Regions from separate parts of the Oryctolagus cuniculus genome. Here region 1 is linked to region 2. Evidence: chromatin contacts called from public Hi-C data. All regions are on one chromosome and are shown on one strand. Each heading gives the region's core, a stretch centred on a gene start, on an enhancer-like site or on the middle of the called end of the contact. The rest is flanking DNA. Distances are from core to core; before and after follow the strand shown.

Region 1 (2,700 bases), core at 160-2,659, 310 kb after region 2:
GAGTCACTGTGTTCAAACTTGGCTGCACATTAGAATCAACCTAAGAAACTTAAAAAAATGCTGATGCCTAAATTCTATGGCGAGAGATACTTATACAACTGATCTGATGTGCAGGTGGGATATTAAAGTTCTATAAAACTCTTAGGCAATTATAATGAGTATCTAAGACTGAGAACCATTGTTTTAAAGGCTTTTACTTGATGTCAAAACAAACACAACCATGGCTGAATATCAAGAAAGCAAAAAGAGTCCTCAACAACACTTGGAGAGGAAAAGCAACAATAAAACAGTAGTGGTACCAAGTTAGTCTCCAAAGTACAAATGGGAGATATTTTGCAGCTCTAGCAATTGGACAATGCATTTTTCTCCTGCCAAGGATGTTGGATTTATTCATCCATCACTGCTTCACCAGACAGGGAAAGGGAGAATACAATAACACACCGCTCAGTTGAGGATTTGAGCAGTTTGGAAGACAGAAACTAATCTATCCACACAGCTGGCCCCAAAGACTAGGGATTAAGCCAAAGAAATTAACAGAATGCTGTTCTAGTTCCAAAGAGGATCAGAAAAATTCAGGAGTATAAGGGTTGGGTGGGAGGACTTAAGACCCATAGGAAACACACACTCCTAGTGTGATGGACACAGGTGAGTCCCTGCAATCCCCAGAAGCTCTCAAGCGACCATGTCTTAGCATGACAAGAGTAATGTGGGTTGGGTGAGTGGGGGGAGGGGTTCACAAGGGGGTGTGTATAGCTAAGAAGGGTGGCTTATGTTGGATGCAGAGATGACTATATGACTGTACCACAGCTCTCCAGCTAAGAGAGCTCTCAAGTTTTCAGATAAAGCTTGTTATTCAAAAACTTAAATTTTTCACTACTTGGATACAGGGTAGCCTCCAGCTCTTTCTGTAATGTTTGTAAATTAGTAGTCAGCTATGAAGATGGCCTTCTGCTGAGTAGAAGAGAGAAGCTCACAACAATAGTGATAACTAATATTTGTTGAGCACTCACTGTATCAGGCAATGTATTCGTAATGTTGTATGCATTATCTCATTTCATCCTTTCAACAATATTAATAGGAAACAGGCTAAAGGAAAGCCAGCCTCCAAGGTCACTACCAATCATTTTGTTGTCTTGAAATTCACGTCTTCATGTCGTCTCTTCCACACTTAACCAGGGCTGGTCTGTGCGATTAATAGCATACAGAAGAAGTGACACACTGGGACTTGCAAGGCTACCTCAGGAAATGCCTAGTGTATTCCGTTTTCTTCTCTTAGGTCACTTACTTTGGGGGAAGCAAGCAGCCATGTGGAGAGGTTCTCACAGAGAGGAACTGAGGCCTACTGCTCAAGGACAATGCTAATTGGTAGGCCGTAGAGTGAGTCACCCTTGAGAAAATCCTGCAGCCCCAGACAAGTTTCTAGCTTATTAGAGCCCCAGCTGGCATCCAAGCACAACTTCCTGAAAGACCCTGAGCCAGAACTGCCCAGCCAAGCTGCTCCTGAGCTCTTGACTCAAAGGAGCTTTCTGCTTGTTAGTGTTTCTAATAGAACTGAGCTCACACTGCTCATGGCAGTAATCTTGATAATGCACTTTTCTTTCCTCTCTTCCCTGTCTCATTTTCCCAGTTCTGTCACTCCTGTTTCCTGTATCCACCTCGCAAATAAACAAGCCACACCCAGCTTCTTTTCTGGACCCTGTTTTTAGGAAAAACACAAACAAACACAAACGTAATAATATGCTTTTTTTCCATAGACTGAGACGAAGATCTGTTAACAGCATAATAAAGGCTAAACATTTCAGTTAGCAGTTAAGATGCTGCATGGGACACCCACATTCCACACTGGAGTGCTTGGGTTTGAGTGCTCCCTCCATTTCCAATTCTAGTTTGCCACTAGTTTGCACCCTAGGAGGTGATGGCTCAAGGGGTTGGGTCCCTGCTACTTAAGTTGGGAGACTTGAATGAATTCTTGGCTCCCAGCTTTGGTCTGGGACAGCCATTGCAGGAATTTGAGGAATGAATCAGCAAATGGAAGACTTCTGTCTGTCTGTCTCTGTATCTCCCTCTGTTTCTCTGCCTTTCAATTAAATAAAAATAAATTAAGTTTTTAACAAAAGCACATCAAGCAAGGTGTTTTTGAAAACTGAAATTTGGGGAGTAATTCCACTCCCACAGAGTTTTACTGCCTCTGTTGTTTTTCCTCTGCTGCCAAGAAAACAGATTCAGAAATTGCTGAAAGCCTCACGAAATTTATGTGCATAACTCAAAGAGCTTTGAGTTGGGTTCATTGTTTTTGTCAGTGATTTTCAACCATAAGCCTTTCCCACCTGCAGGGCTGACCTTGGCATCTTGTTGGTGATAAAATTTCCCACAAGACTTCAAGGGCAGCTGCCTTGACAACTGGGCTTTTGGCCAGCCTGGCCTCTCCAGTCTTCCCAGGATGAATTTTGACCAGGCACCAGAAATAATCAAGTTTTTCAAAGAAAAATTTCTAAAGAAATACTCTTTCTTGGCTCCTTTCTTGGACAACTATAAAATCTTCCTTTGAGTTTTAGCCAAGTCATGACTATCGTTTTGATAAGTCTTGGCATCCTGGGTTTGTTCTCTGCGAACTATGAGCATGAAGATATCCAGTTCAAGCTGTCAAAAAGTCATGTTGAGATATAATGGTTAGAAATCCATGTGTCTGCCCCACTGAAA
Region 2 (2,700 bases), core at 71-2,570:
TTAATTAAGTTAGGTCACCAAACTTCAAATAATTTTTATCTTAAAAATGAAAGGTGAACAGATTAGAGATAATGCCTAAATACATGAGGGGTATCCAAAAAAGTTCATAGGAAATGTGTATTATAAAAAGACTGCATGGATTTTCAAATTTTTTGCACCATAATAAACATCTTTCCATTTCATTTTTCATAAACTTTTTGAAATCCCCTCACTTTTTAGAAAGGTTCGACTGTGTAATCAAATGGATGTTACAGATTTTTAAAAGTAACAAGATGCTGGGAAATTCTAGAAGCCCTGAATCCTCAAAAAGCAGTTGGCAAACTGGGCTACACTCCTCAATCTACCTGCACTGGTGGAATGTAGAACATTATCCACCAACCAATGTCGACAGGAATTATGACTAGAGGAGTTTTCTGAGTGGCCTCATTCACCCTATTTTTCTTTCTGTAGGCCCTCAGGCACACGACAGTGAGTTTCTCGGAATGCCAGACCTAGAAAAAGACTGCAGGTGAGATGTTTTCAATAATAAATATGAAAAATGACTCTGCCTAAGGTTCGTTAGCATTTTTCATACTTTATTGGAAATCTTTATTTCAATAAATGCTTTTGTCACATTCCTCCTGTCACTAGTTCCTCAGAGCACGGTATAGGCCTACAGTAAAGTCTGTCATTGCCATTCCCTCTGTCTGCCCCTCTGCCAAGATCTGGAACTGAAAGCTGTGCTGTCTAAACACAGAGTTGCTCAGACTCCAAACACTTCCTTAGGGAAAGAAAACGCTCAGTTTTCAGATTCACCACCTGCAAAGAGGGGGTAAGTGCATTGCTTGTTTGTCAGTTGACCTTTGTCATCCATGTGGTCAATGAGCAGACAGTATGGTAATAACAAGGCTATACTGCTTGGGACTCTTTGGACCTCTACAGGAAGATCAGAGAACACCCACACACATGATCACACACACAAACAAAAGGCGAGCACGGGGGAGACTGTTTCTGTTGAGAAAATGACACACTCACAAAGTCTTTGAGGAGGAAAATAAAACTGCAAGAGGTAGAGATGAAAACACAGTGTGCTGGCTGCGTGACTACCCGTAACTCAGTCGGCTTATTTTCTATTCCAAGCTAATACTCTCCTCCCTTGAAACTCCAGCTTGTAAATGTATTTATAGCTGCTCGACACAGCATGCTGGATACTTTAAAAAAAAAAAAAAAAAACACTTAGTCATTGTTCCTGGTGAACCAGTTTTGCAAGAGTTAAACTAATCCCTTACACAAAGCTGAAAGTACTTGGCCAAAAGATTTAGCAAGGAAGTCACACACTTGGCCTAAAAGTTAGCTGACTCAGTCAGGCTTCTACATAATCTCAGATACTATCCATTTCCAGGGTAAACTGTTTATGATCTGTCAGAAAGGAAGGCATCACGGGACTCCTGTGCCAATGCCTGTGTTAACTGATGGGTCTCTTCTTTATACAATCACAGTAAGTGCCCTGACAGTTCTGGCTTCTTGCTCTTTTGCTCCACCATTCCCAAGGCCTGAGGCACGACAGCATGCTAAAGCTGGAGTTTCCAATTCAAATGTGCAAGGTTTTCCTATGAACTCTGGGAATAATCAAAGAATTCTAAAGCAATTAATCGAAATGTGACACTCTCCCCTCTCCAGCCTATAGGTAAGAGCAAGAAGGACTCCATAAGTTCTAAAAAGAGGGACAAAGGGCAGAGATTTTACTGGGAAACGAGCTATTGTAAGCAGTAGCCAAAGAACTTGACTCAAAATAGTAATTGTACAATAAGAATATTATTTATTCTTAGATTATATTCAAAGGATCAATCTAAAAATAGCAAACTTTTCTGAAAATAGTTTTGATAAGATTGAGAAAAATACCAATTGCACCTATTATAGAGGAATATTGTCAAGGCTGAAGATTAGAGCATATTACAGGAGATAAAAGTCAGAGTTGTAGAGGGAGGCTGGGGAAAAGACATTAAACCATCTCTTGGTGCTGGGCAGAAAATCCCATGATTCATCTTGACACCCCAGTTTTTATCAAGATAATTGGCATAAGGAGGAGGAGTTTTGTACATGTTTTTTCCATCAAAGGGACACTGAACACTTAAAGAAGAGGAAAGAGAGGAGAATGATAGCTCAAAGAAGATAGAGGAAGACATAGACAGAAGAGAAAGAGGAAAAGGAGGAAAGGGAGGAGAAAACAGAAAAAATGGAAGGGCCAAAAAAGAGAGAAATGGCCATGACCAATTGGCCCTCAAGTTGAGATCATCCTGACTATTTATGTGACTCCTTGGAGTTCAAGAATATTTTTACCCTCTTGGAGAGTTACTTTAATTGTTGGTTCTTGCTCTATAAAACTGGGTAGTTTTTATTTTATTTTTGTTTTTGTTTTTACATCAGAGCTGCTTTCTTGAAGTGATTTCACAGTCTGACTTAGCTTTTTAAAAAATTTAATCATTTATATTTTGTTTGGAAGGCAGAGAGAAAGAAACAGAAAGACAGAGATCTATAGATCTATCTGCTGGTTTACTTCCCAAATGCCTACAACAGTTGAGATTAGGCTAGGCGAAAGTCAAGAGCCTGGAACTCCATCAAGATCTCCTGTGTGTGTGGCAGGGACCCAAGTACTTGAACCATCTCCTACTGCCTACCAGAGTATGTATTAGCTGGTAGCTAGAATAGAAAGTGGAGTCC

The links. A called contact is a pair of places that touch in the nucleus more often than the background predicts.
Region 1: a Hi-C map of liver shows a contact between it and region 2, with 11 times the contacts expected there. The contact joins two enhancer-like sites. A contact is called at or near these places in 4 of 6 Hi-C or Micro-C datasets (embryonic fibroblasts, liver, psoas muscle and 1 more).

Annotation. Positions count from the first base shown.
Region 1 is chr1:157,949,147-157,951,846 of mOryCun1.1, forward strand. No RefSeq gene overlaps it. Among named protein-coding and RNA genes, the nearest start is that of ZFAND5, 78 kb to the left of the region's middle. Within about 2 kb of position 1,410, at least 1 of the 8 cell types and tissues checked has an H3K27ac peak or open chromatin away from gene starts, as enhancers often do.
Region 2 is chr1:157,638,836-157,641,535 of mOryCun1.1, forward strand. No RefSeq gene overlaps it. Among named protein-coding and RNA genes, the nearest start is that of TMC1, 89 kb to the left of the region's middle. Within about 2 kb of position 1,321, at least 1 of the 8 cell types and tissues checked has an H3K27ac peak or open chromatin away from gene starts, as enhancers often do.